2 separate regions of the Oryctolagus cuniculus genome follow, and region 1 is linked to region 2. A link is a contact called in public Hi-C data. All regions are on one chromosome and are shown on one strand. Each heading gives the region's core, a stretch centred on a gene start, on an enhancer-like site or on the middle of the called end of the contact. The rest is flanking DNA. Distances are from core to core; before and after follow the strand shown. Region 1 holds the start of ZNF703 (zinc finger protein 703). Region 2 overlaps KCNU1 (potassium calcium-activated channel subfamily U member 1).

Region 1 (6,336 bases), core at 3,681-6,180, 780 kb before region 2:
ACAAAAACACTACACACATAGACACTGCATATGCACACAGACGGTGCACATGAACACACAGATGGTGCACACACAGACTGCACACGGACACAGACACACACACGAACTGCACACAGATGGTGCAAATGAACAGACGGTGCACACGGACACTGCGCATGAACATGGACACTGCACACAAGCACAGACGGTGCACATGCACACCCAGACACTGCGCAGAGTACTCTCTCTGCACTGTGGTAGAGTTCCCAGAGTGCCGGCTGAGACGGCACCCCCACCCTCCGCCCGGAGCGCTGGTGCCCACGCCGCAGAGCACGCCGTTTGCGCGGTACGAGGGTTAAGCCAAGGCCGAGAGCCCGGGGGTGCCAAAGCCACGCAGAGCCCACGTGGAGCGGCGGCCAGCAGGGGGCGCGCGAGGCCGCCTCCCAGCGCGGGCCAGCGTGGCCCCGCGCACCCGCCGCCCGGAGCACCGGCTGCGGCGCCGAGGCGGCACGCGAGACGGCGCCCCACTCTCGGCTGTGGAAGCTTGAGTCGGGCGAGCAAGCGCAACAAACGGGCCGGGGGCCGGCTTCACGGTCCCCTTCTCAGCAGCCCCCAAGCTTGGTTCCCAGCAAGACTCTGGGGGTGCAAGCGAGGGGGGAGCCCCACGCCCTCAGTAGGAACGCCACCTCCGAAACACCGAGCGGGCCGCCGTCGGGTCTGTGGGCCGCCTGCCGCTCGCCTGCCCGCCACCAGGTGGCGCCGGAGGCACGCGGTCTCCGCCCGCCCGCCGGCCTCGGGTGGGCCTCGGCCCCGCGAACCCCAGTTTTACAAATGCCTCCCCCCTCCCCCGACCCCGGGTTCGACGTTTGACAAGAACGCAACTCCAGGCGTCTGGGTAAGTGCGTCGGCGCGGGACTTTCTGGAGGAACGAGGCGTTCCGCCGCCGCCTGGCTGGCTGCGAGCGGGACAGCGCGTGAGGCGACAGAGAGACACACCACGGTGTGAATATAGCCAAGAATTCCATTTATTAACAAAATAAGTCTTACCAAGGGAGCGCTCTGTTCACCCACACGGGCCCCGCAGCCCCCGGCGGGGCGGGGAGAAGACCCCGGGCCGCTGCCGCCGCGGGGGGGGGGGCGTCCGCTTCTGACCCCGCGCGCCGGAGGGGGCTCGCCGAGGACCCCGCCCCCGCCGCCGCAGCCCGGCCTAGGCAGAGAGACCACGACTATAATGCACTTTGCAGAAAAAAAAAAAAAAAATTAAAAAAGAGCCGAGCTCCACGCCAGCGGGCGGCGGGACCACCAGTGTCGGGGCCCGGAGGGAGGGGTCTGGAAGGGGGCCGGGGACGGGGGGGGGTGTGAGGGGGTCAAGGGTCGGGGGCCAGGTGCACCCCTCCCGTGGTGAGCTCGGGGTGGGGGAAGCTCCGGTCGGGGAGCAGGGCAGTCAATAGGGGGGCCCAGACCCAGGGTCCCTCGGGAGGGGACGCAGGGCTGCCGCTAAGAGGCGCTCACGGGCCCCTCCCCCCTGCACCCCAAACCGTGTTACAGAAACCATAACTCCGCTGCTTGTCCAAAGGAAAAAACCAGAACCTCGAATGGAAGCAAACCAGAGGGGAAAAGGAGGGTGGGGTGGTGGTGGTGGTGGTGATGGTGGTGGTGGGTGTCGTTTCAAGGGGAGAAGACGCATGCAAGAAATCCCCCTGCGAGGGAAAACCGAACTCACCCTCCTTCCCTAAAACCAAACCAAGCAGGAAAGGAAAAAAAAAAAGCATCAAACTTTAAAAAACTTCTACCTAAGGGGTGGGGGTGGGGGGTGAAAAAAAGGGCAGGAAGAGGGGGCGGGGATGTAGTTATTGGTGTGATTAATATTATTACAGCCTTTCTGCATACCATCGACTCGTGTGGGCCGTTAATGCACTTATATTCCCAGCTTGTAAGCGAACAGTAAATAAATACACAGTCCGGTGGGGAGGGCGGGGGGCTTCCGGCGGGGCGAGCAGCGAAGCGGGAAGCGGCAGCGGCGGCGGTGGCCGGAGGGACCGCAGTTACTGGTACCCGAGCGCAGAGGCCGAGGCCAGTCTCTGTCCGTACAGCGCGTATGGCGAGTAGTAGGGTCCGGCTGTGGGCAGCGACGGCACGGCCAGGCCCCCCGCTGTGGATAAGTGGCCCTTGCCATAGGGGTGGTACCGGCTTAGCCCCAAAGTGTGTGGACTCCGCATGGACAGCGACCCGGGGCTGCCGGGCGCGGCGGGTGGGGGCAGGTGCAGGTGGCAGGAGGCTGCGGCGGCGGCGGCGGCAGCGGCGGCGGCGGCGCTGCCCAGGCCCGAGGCCCCGGGGTAGGCGGCCAGGAGTTTCTCGGCGCCCGGCAGGGCCGTGTGAGTCCGTAGGTGGCTGAGCAGCTCCTCCGAGGTGGCGAAGCGCTTGTCGCAAGGCCCGCTGGCCGCCACCCAGTTGCAGCTGTGCGGCAGAGGTTCGTTCTGCAGCATGAAGCCATAGGTGTAGAGCGGGTGGCCGGGGAGCGCGCCCTGGGCCGCGCTGGACGAGAGCGCGGCGGGCTGCAGCGGGTGCCCGGGGTACACCAGCGGGTAGCCCCCCGCCTTCAGGCTGGGCCCCGCAGGGTCGTGCGCGCTGCAGGTGGAGCAGCTGGAGCCGCCGAGGTGCGAGGCGCTGTGGTAACCTCCCAGGCAGTAGGGGTCACGGCATAATCCCTGCAGGAAGGAGGGCGGAGAGGCCCCGGTGAGTGGGCTGGAGCTGGGGGGCTTCCCGGGCGGCAGCCCCAGGCCCCCCGACAGCTGGCCCCCCACGAGGCCGGACTTGCTGGGATCCAGGCCAGGCACGAACTGGGACGGGTAGCCGGCGTAGGCGCCCACGATGGAGCCGTGGTAGCCGATGCTGGAGGGAGGCAGCGGGAATACCGAGTGGCCGGGTTTGTAGGGCGACACCGGCGCCACATGGCCAGCCCCCACCAGGGCCGAGGGCGGCTCCGACTTGCGCTCAGAGGACCCGGCCTCGGCGCCGCCGTGTGCGCTCGGCTCCCCGCCGCCGCCAACGCCGCGGCTCACGGCCGCCGGCTCTGGGCTGGGCTTGGCTTCCTGGTCTTTCTTGTCCAGCTCGCCGCCGCCGTTCTTGCAGTCCGAGTGGTGTGGGGAGCCGCCGCGGGAGCCGCCGGGCGAAGACGAGGACGAGGACGCGGAGACTGCCGCTCCATGCGGGGGAAAGGGCGGGCAGGCGGCGCTGGGGACCCTGAACCCCGCCTTGTCTCCCGGGGACGAGGCGGACGAGGAGGAGGTGGAGGACACGGAGGAGGAGCCGCTGTCTTTGCGGGAGTCGCCACCGCCGGAGCCCTTGGAGTAGGGCTTGAAGCTGGATTTGTCCTCGGCCGGGGCGTCTCCCAGCTGCTTGAGCGCGGCGGACGCGGAGCCGGCGCCTGGGGCCGAGCGGCCGGGGTCCTTGTCTGCTCCCAGCCCGTTGGCCGCGGCCGCTACGGAGTTGAGCTTGGACGAGGGCGGCGGGTCGGGCTTGCCGATCTGCGAGCAGGTCTGGGCCAGCAGCGCCAATGGACTCTTCTTGGCGTCCAGCTGTGGGCGACAGAGGCAAGGGGAGAGGCGAGGGGGTGAGATTCGGAGGCCGGCGGGGCGGGCGCGCGGGGGGGGGGGGCGAGGAGGGCCTCGGGACGACGACTGTGGACAGAGGGCGAGGGCCGGGCCCGGGCTCGGGCCCGGGCGGGGCAGCACGGAGAGCACCGCGCTTTCACGGCCAGGCGATACCGGCGTGCGTCACGGGCCCGGGGAACGGGGCAGTGGAAGGGGATCGCCAAGGGCCGCCGCGGGAGAAGGTGACTTTTCCGGGGTCAGGGCTGTGGCTCGCCCCTCGTTCGCTCCAATTTCTCCTTCTCCCAGGCCCGGGGAGAAACTTATTCCTCTAGTTTGGAGGAAGTTCGTTTGGGACGGGTTTCTGGCGATGGCGCCGCGGGTCGGGAGCGGGGAGAGAAGCGCTTTCTGGAGCCAGGGCGGCAGTCGGCGCTCTGCTCGCGGCCCCTCCCTCCTTCCCTGCCGGGGAGGGCACCCGGACAAGAGGGAGGAAGAAACGCCGGGCTCGGGAGCGCCTGGGCGCCGTGCGCTCTAACCGTATGGGCAGAGGCGGAGTGGGACCCAGGCGGGTCAGGGCTTCCAAGAGAATCAAGCGAGTTGGGGCGGCGGGGGGAGGGGGCAGGAGAGGCCCCCGAGAGTTCACCTCTGGCCCGGAAACTGGGTGCCGGAGGAAAAGTAAAGCTCCCAGCGTGGGCTCCCAGAACAGATCCAGACCGAGAAAGCAGGAGCGCCAAAGGCCCCGGGCGCGGACGAGGCACCTCCCTTCGGGAGGCCAGGGGGAGAGACCCGATGGGCTCGGATCCCTGTTTCCCGTGCTTTCTCACCCTGCCCGCCAGCGTGGCCGGACTCAGGCGTCGCGCCGAGCCCCAGGGCGCAGGGCGCAGGGCCGCGGAGCCATCGGCGGTGGGGCGCGCGCGGGGGGGGGGTGGGCGGCGCCGGACAGGCAGCGGCCGGGAGACTGACCTCAATGGGGCTCACGGGCGTGGAGGACAGCGGCTGCAGGTACTCCGGGTGCAGGAGGTGGCCGGTGTGGGCGCTCAGCATCTTCAGGATCCTGATAGGAAGCCGGTTCGCCTGGCGCAGGGGGTCCGCCGGGGGCAAGAGGGACACCGCCGCCGGCACCGCCGGCCTCTTCCCGCCGCCGCTGCCGCTGCTTTCGGGTGTCCTTGGGTTAGATCCAGCGGGCGAATCGCTCATTTGGAGGAGGCAGCGCCGCTGGGGGGGGCCGGGGAGCAGCGGGAGGCGAGCTCCCGGGGCGGGTGGCTCGCTCCGCAGCGTCGAGCGCGGGGCCGCGGCCGCTGCCTGCTCGCCGGCTCCCCGCCTCCACCGCCGCCGCTAGCCCCGGCGAGCCACACAAAAACCTTCGCCTTCCGCGAGCCGCACGTCAAATAGCCGCGATCGGCAGCCACACTTCAAAGGGATCGCCGCACCCGCCCAATCGCAGCTCTCGCCGGGACCCCAGGGCGGGGACAGCGGCGGGCGGAGGCCGGCGCCGCCGGTGGGCGGGGAGAACCTTAAAGGGTCCGCGCGCGAGCGCCGCCGCCACCCGGGCCTTTCCCCCACGCGGCCCAGCTCCCGCGCCTCGGGGTCCTTGCGGGGGCTCGGCGGTGCCCGGCCCTCTGATGCCTTTCTCTCGCCCCCCGCCCCCAGGCCTGTCTCTCTTCCCCCTACCCGGGGGCTGTCACCGGGTGGTGCGCGGCGCCGGCGGAGGTGCGCTGGGGTCCCAGCGTCTCCTGCAGGCCTCGCGCGCGCGTTTGTGGGTGTGTGTAGGGGTGCGGGCCGCGCCCCCCAAGTCCCGGCCCTTCTCGGGGCCCTGGTCGCCTGCCACTGAGCGGCCGGTCCCGAGCGTGTTTCCTTGGAAGCGCCCGCTGTTGTCCGGTCGCGGCGAGAGCTGCCCCCGGCCCCTTGAGCCTGTCGGGTCCGAAGCCCGCAGGCTCCAGAACTTCTGGGGGGAAGCCGGTGGCGACCCAGCGCCCCGGGTTCCCAGGCGGGGCGTTGGGGGTGTGTTTGAGGCCTCTCGGGGCGCCCTGTCTGATGGCCAGGGGTCGCGTGTCTGCTGCGCTCCCAGCCGCTAGTCTGGGGGCTCCCGGCTCAGCCAGAGAGGCCGGTGTCCAGAGGACGGGACCTCTCCTGAGTGCTGGACGGCGACACACACTCCGGAGACGGCCCCCTCATTTTCTCGCCGGGGGAGGAGGAAACTGCAGAGGGAAATTTCAGAATGGAAACTTTACGAAAGATCCGCAACACGCTGCTAAGCTCCCGGTGTCGCTGGGATGAAGTGGCAGCGTCAGCTTCGCGTTCCGCAGAGGTTTGCCGAAGTCCCGGTCCTGACGCTGGAGTTGCTGACCCGCCGCTCTTCAGCACAGGAAGCCGGTCTTTGTGCGCCGGCCTCCGGGGAGCCCGCTTCCCCGTGCTCGCGGCGCCCGGTGGAGGCGCGCTCGTGTCGCCGTCTCGCTGGGAGCACCGCCTTGCCAAACCCCCATCCGTCACGGTACTGTCAGCCTGCCGCTTGGGGCCCATGACCCCAGGACTGCTCGTTCCTGACCCTGGCGAGCTGACCCACGCCCTCGGACCGCAGGCGGACCCACGACGAGGACAGGGGATTCCAGAACGAAGTCACTCTCACAGAAACCATAGTCAATGTCTTTGCCCCGCCCAGTTCTGTGCAGAACACAGCAGGCACGGCTCTCAGCCACATCAGCCCCACGCGGAGTCAGATGCGCACCCCTGCTGATTTGGGGACAGTATGGAGAGACCTCTTAGAAATT
Region 2 (6,582 bases), core at 3,887-6,386:
GAGGGGCATTGTTATAGATTTTGATTTATTTCTAAGGGCATTGAAAACCCTTAAAAACAGATGGGAGGCAATACTGTCAAATTTCCAGTTTTTTCTATATCACTCAAACTGTGATGCTAGAATGGATAGGAAGGGACAAGGTTAGCCTTGGGGAGAGCAGGTGTAATGCTCTTCCAGGAACACAACTGCCCAAGAAGAGCAGACTTCTAGGCAGAGAGGAGGGAGGCTCGAGTTGGGGTTGGGATCGAAGGTGGGAGGAGTGCAGAGATTAAAGATGTTCTTAGGAGTACAACAGAGGGAATGTGAGAACGGACTGCAGTTAAGAGAAACCTTCCCCACAGCTTCCTCAATTGAGTGACTAACCCTATCTGGGTAGCAGATACAGCCCCTGTGAGGCTCACTGTTTTGTTGTTTTGTGTTGCCTGCCATTCAGTGTGTTTTTAAGGGCCCTAAACAGGTAAATCTGGTGAAACTGCTTGAGTGGAGTTTTGTTATAATTTCAATCTCCAATTTGGTGTTGTGAGATTGTTCTGGAATCCAGTCACTCATTCTGCTTCTCTGTCTCTTTTCTTTCCTCCCTTCCTGGCTTGGCTTCCTTCCTCTTCAGCGGCTACTCTGGGCTGTGCTTCTCAGTAGGAAGACAAGCTAGCCAGAGAGGAGTTGAAATCCTATTTGAAGAAGCCTTTGTCCACACACATTTCTATACCCATACCTATGCAGAGGTCTTCAAAAAAATCCATGGGTAATATTGTACAGATTCCAAAATTCTTTCCACCAAATTAGGCGTCTTTTAATTTGATTCCCCTCCTCCCATGGTTTTATCTGTGTATGCTGCACACACACAGACCACTTTTCTGTATGCTTTGGTTCTTTCTTGTCTTAGCAAGGTATTATGGCCCAGTTCTATGGCTGCGACAGCCAAGTGAAGGAGGGTGAGGAGGACAAAGAGAATTGAGGCATCTCCACAGATCAGAGGAGGCCACAAGACAACTGGAGCAAGAGCGAAAGGTGGCTTCATTAGGCAGCTTCATGAGGGCCCATTTTCCCATCCCCATCCTCCTAAGAGGGAAGAGGGTCCCAGGCAAGATGGTAGAGTGGGAAAGACCTCTGGAAAGAGGGCTGTCATTGGGCTTGATAGAGGGTAGATAGTTGGAAAAACATGGTTCTTCTGTGATCGTCTTTCTGGTCTTAAGTAGCCCTAAAGATTTCCAGGCTTCAGGTCTTTGACTTTGGAAAACCAAGGAATGTAGAACTCACCCAGGGCAGCTCTCATTTGCTTTCACCCAAATCCCTGCAGATCAGACGTAAGACACCCATACAGAATCCGAATGAAAAGGTCAGAGCCGTGTGCCACTGAGCTTGATGAGTTTTCTCCCCTCTCCAGAGCTTGTCCTGGGTGGACCTAATGGTTGCTGGCTGTAGCCCGGTTGCTTTGGGTGGAGTCTGGGCACTGTGTGGAAGGAGGTGCTGTGGTTTGTTCGTGGACGACTCGGCTCAGAGCCATGCAGAGACTCAGCCTGGGCCTGCTGATCCTTTCCACCTCTGAGCCATCTCCGAGTCCTTTACAACTGCCTTCCAATGCTGGTGCAAAAAAAGTCTTTCTCAAAGGACTGAACCAAGTCTAGTGAATAAAAGGAAACTGTTGCCAAAGGTCCTGGTGGCTGAATCCTTGTGCTTTGGGAAAAAGCTAAAACTGGCTATATTTAGAAAGGCCTTAGCGTATCTCAAATTATCAGCACACAGTGCCGGGTTTGATTGACTATAAAATCAAACAGAATATGTCACTCGAAGCAAACAGCTCATCTGTATAAAGTTATTTTTCAAACAATATTATTTTATGAACTAGAAATTTTAGTGAGCTCCATACTTGCCATGACATTCAAAAGTAATATTAATCAGTGATTACAGAACACAAATAAGAAATGGAATTTTTATGTTGGAAGACCATTGACACTGTTTCCATTAAGAAGCCACAGCACTGAGTTAAGATGCTTTTTGATCAAAGTCTATAAACTTTGTGACTTGTCATTTTTGCCTCGCACAGATCTTCCTGCGTAGAGATGTTATATATAATAATATTTGTATGTACTGGTGCATTATAACTGTATGATGTAAATCATATATGTGCATGTACTTCATATGTAAGAGTGCTTAAAAAAAAAAACTGTGGAAAATGAAATTTAAAGAATTTGAGATCATTGCATAGTCTGTTCATGATATGCATTTTCCATAAACCTTTCAAGACTCCTTGTATGATCAGGTTTCAAAATATTTTGCATCAAAATAAGCTTTTTTTTTTTTTTTGACAGGCAGAGTTAGACAGTGAGAGACAGAGACAGAGAGAAAGGTCTTCCTTCCGTTGGTTTACCCCCCAAATGGCCTCCACGGCTGGTGCACTGTGCTGATCTGAAGCCAGGAGCCAGGTGCTTCCTCTTGGTCTCCCCTGCGGGTGCAGGACCCAAGCACTTGGGCCATCCTCCACTGCCTTCCCGGGCCACAGCAGAGAGCTGGACTGGAAGAGGGGCAACCGGGACAGAACCAGCGCCCCAACTGGGACTAGAACCCGGTGTGCTGGTGCCGCAGATGGAGGATTAGCCTAGTGAGCCACGGAGCCGGCCCAAAATAAACTTCTTTTAAGCTCATTTTCCATGAACTTTTCAAGTACCCTCATGTGTACATACACACATAAACATAGTCGACCTAGTTTCATGATTAATTCTTACACAACCATATCAAAGTTTTCTTCCAAAAAGTAACTTATCTGCAATCTATACACTAGCAGTGTGAAAAAGTACATGTTAAAAATGTCTTCTGTTATCTAAGCTGAGCATTTTAGGGGCAGGTTGAGCCACAGAATGGCAGCTTCTCAGTGTTGGCCCCTCCTACACTAACAAATTCCTTCAGGACTTGTTCTTGAACTTGCCTTTGAATTAGCCACAGGTCCCCTAACTGCAGATGAGCTGTAATAATACCTGGCTTCCTAGAGAGGACGCAGTAAAGCAGAGAGGCAACAACACGTCTGGGTGAACCTGGCAGTGACATTAGAACCACAACCTCCGAGAGAGACAAAGAGGCTGAGGTTCCCTGCACACATAGGCTCTTGCCTGACACTCGGACTCCACAGAGCAGACGCTAAGACCCACAGCCTGCAAGTCCTGCTGCTGTGTGTCCTGTGGGGGCTGCACTGTGCTCCAACTGACTGCCACCCTGAGCAAGGAAGACTCCAGGTCTCAAATCAAAATGGGGGCTTATTCTGATCTGTCCATAAGAACCGCCCCCATAGAATTCCATATGATAATCTAGGCGCTTAGAGTATAAAAACAGAACGGCATTCAGGAAAACAAAAGCTCAATTTCCACTCATTTTAAGGAGCATGACAGTTGCTGAAAGGGGGCCAGGGCTTGCAAGTAAAAACTAAAGGTGACTGCTTAGTTTTTCCTGGAGCTTGCAGGAGGAGAGAGTCGGTTTCCAGGGATCCAGGTTACTTCCTGGCACTATCTGCAGCCGTATTTCAGAGGGAAATAAGCAAAATAGCTGCTCCTTTTCATTTGGCAGCAACCAAGATCTCATTAAAAAAAAAAAAAAGGAAGAAGAAAGAAAGAAAGAAAAGAAAGCTGTAATCCCCACGGTGTAATCCTGGGGTATGAAAATTCACTTCTCTTGAATACCTCCCTCTGGCGTAATTGACTTTTCACGTGCATTTTTAATAATGATATTTCAGCAGGTTGCAAGAAAAAAAATTTTTTTTCTTCTGTTGTTATTGTAAATTATGGTTTGAGGAAAAAAAAAAGTGTTATAAATCTAATTACATTTTCACTTATAGTAACAAGTCAGCACAATCTTCCAGCATGTTTACCCAGCAATTGCAATATTTACAGCTGACCTAATTGGTTGTGGGGTGGAAGCAAGGAACAATATTTTATTGTCCTGATAGCTGCCTGTGTGCTGGAGGTGTTGCTACCTATACGGCTCCCCAGCAACCCTCAAGTTCTGCCTGCCTTGTGTTTGCCGTCATCAGCCGGCCGTGGAATAGGCTAGGGGCAGGAGCGAAGGAGAGGTGGGAGGTGGGAGAATGGGGAAGAGGGGTTTGTTAAAGATGCTTTTTCTCCATTCTGTTTGGCAAGAAAGATTCTTCCCAAATGCCTGGAGGCCAGCGCTGTGGCCCAGTAAGTTAATCCTTTGCCTGCCGTGCCAGGTTCCCATATGGACGTCAGTTTGAGTCCTGGTTGCTCCTCTTCCAATCCAGCTCTCTGCTAAGGCCTGGGAAAGCAGCAGAGGATGGCCCAAGTGCTTGGGCCCCTGTACCTGTGTGGGAGACCAAGAAGAAGCTCCTGGCTCCTGGCTTTGGATCGGTGTATCTCCAGCCATTACAGTCAACTGGGGAGTGAACCAGTGGATGGAAGACCTCTCCCTGTCTCTCCCTCTCAATATCTGTAACTCTACCTCTCAAATAAATAAATAAACTTTAAAACTTACATCGCCTTCCTTGCTTACAAAGTGATCACTAATTGTATAAAAGCCGATAGATAACAGGCTGGGTAAACGCCCTTTAAGTCGGATGCCGAGTAGAGGAGGACACTTAGGGGACTGCCCTTGACTTTCACCCTCAAAGCCAGTGTAGCCTTCACAAGGCAAACAGGAGTCTGACGAAGACTGAGCATTCTCACAGCCTCCTGTGCTTAAAGGAAGGGCCAGAAAACCAGCATTCCTGGCAGGCAGAGGCCAAGCTGCTTCTCTTCTCGGGGAGCCGGGAGCTGGGTCCACCTGCTCCATGGGAGGTGAGTCCGGTGGCTGTTTTGCCCTCCCCTGAGCCACCCTGCTGCCTGGTGGAAATAGCAGTGAAATTTCTCAGTAAGCCCTGTCTTTCCACCTCACCCTGGGGGTGTGAGGGCAAAAGCACGAAGTTAGCACCACCATCCTAACAAACAGCAAGCTGCTTTGCGGCGACTCTGCTGGTTCAGTCACGTGGCAGGACAGTCCTGTCTCCTGGGTCGTCCTGATAAATGCTGACGTTTCTCCAGCGCTCCCTCTGTGCTAGGATCTTTTATAAAAGTCTTAGGCTTAATCCTCTCATCCGCCCGTGGGATTGGTGCTATTTGTTTTACAGATGACTTCTCTCAGCCACAGAACAGGAAGTGACTCGCTCATCCTCCCACACAGCAGGGAAACCACAGAGCTGAGCTCTGACCCTTGATGTTCCACTTCTCCCACCATAGCCTTGGGGCTGGGTGGCCTCACCCTGTGTCACTTTTTCCTGAAGCCTAAACGAACACATCCCAGCATGCTCTAGGCGTCGGAGGTGTGGTTTTAGGCGTAGACAGGATGTCACCTAAAAATCACACGCCCACTTCGACTCAGGGTTGAAGTTCCGCAGGTAGGAGTTTTTCCCTTAGCTGAGGCCCTTGAGCCAGGGTGAAAGAAATACGCCTGGAAGGGCTTGGGCTTTATAGTTCTGTTTTTGCAAAAGAAGTTTCATATAAGAGATAATGATGGGGACCAGTAAGCCTGAGGAGTGCCTCTTAAGAGGCAGGTGGGGGCCGGCACCGCGGCTCAATAGGCTAATCCTCCACCTAGTGGCGCTGGCACACCGGGTTCTAGTCCCGGTCGGGGCGCCGGATTCTTTCCTGGTTGCCCCTCTTCCAGGCCAGCTCTCTGCTATGGCCAGGGAGTGCAGTGGAGGATGGCCCAAGTGCTTGGGCCCTGCACCCCATGGGAGACCAGGAGAAGCACCTGGCTCCTGCCTTCAGATCAGCGTGGTGTGCTGGCTGCAGCGCACCAGCCGTGGCGGCCATTGGAGGGTGAACTAATGGCAAAAGGAAGACCTTTCTCTCTGTCTCTCTCTCTCTCACTGTCCACTTTGTCTGTCAAAAAAAAAAAAAAAAAAGGCAGGTGGGGACAGTGAGTAGCTGGCCATGGTGCGCCCCTGAGAAAGAGGATGGCGAGGTGTCGGAGGGAGAGCAGAGAACAGGGAATGAAAACCCTGGGTGTTTGTCTACTTCACGTTTGTTTCCCCTGGAAACTATGCAAGTCATGCTCCTAGGCCTTGAATAGTTTTACTTGGAAACAATGACTAAGCTACCCATGCTCTCTACCTTGTTTATGTGGTTGGTCTTTCATATGCAACCCTAAGCCAACAACAAGGCCTCACCCCTGCCTTGTAGAAGATGATCCACGGTATGAAGGAGGAAAAGATGCTACCACTAATTACTCGATGGGAATAAATGTATCCGCCCAGCAGATAATCAGCCATCCCACTCTAATTTTTATTCCCAAGCTATAAGGGATGCGTCCCCACCTTCTCACCCAGACAAATCAATGGACATTTCCATACCCGCAATTCCTGGGAGAATTTGACTTCATTTTTTAAGACCTGCCACAAAGAGAGTGAAAGAGAGCCCTTGTGCCTCCTTTACTACGGCTTGGAAAGCGAGGAAGGGTGGGAAGAGAAGGGCAAGGAAGAGAGACTTGTCTATGGCACTAGATGCTTTGATGAAGCCTGAAACTATTTTGTCAGCCATTGTAAGCAATAATAATAAAACACTGTTTGTTCATATAGAGAGATAACTTAGTCAACCATACCAG

What was found. Hi-C and Micro-C count contacts between places; a contact is called where the count stands out from the background.
Region 1: a Hi-C map of embryonic fibroblasts shows a contact between it and region 2, with 5 times the contacts expected there. The contact joins the promoter of ZNF703 here to the enhancer-like site in region 2. A contact is called at or near these places in 4 of 6 Hi-C or Micro-C datasets (ear pinna, embryonic fibroblasts, skin fibroblasts and 1 more).

Annotation. Positions count from the first base shown.
Region 1 is chr2:87,558,308-87,564,643 of mOryCun1.1, reverse strand. It overlaps ZNF703 (zinc finger protein 703), which reads right to left and starts at 4,930. Exons shown (of 2, transcript XM_070068547.1): 1 at 4,532-4,930; 2 at 982-3,556. The coding sequence starts at 4,765. The coding sequence ends at 2,024.
Region 2 is chr2:86,780,870-86,787,451 of mOryCun1.1, reverse strand. The region is part of intron 19 of KCNU1 (potassium calcium-activated channel subfamily U member 1); the gene reads right to left. All of the region lies in intron 2 of LOC108175898 (a long non-coding RNA gene), which reads left to right. Among named protein-coding and RNA genes, the nearest start is that of KCNU1, 86 kb to the right of the region's middle. Within about 2 kb of position 5,136, at least 2 of the 8 cell types and tissues checked have an H3K27ac peak or open chromatin away from gene starts, as enhancers often do. A contact at or near this core is called in ear pinna, where this site is marked.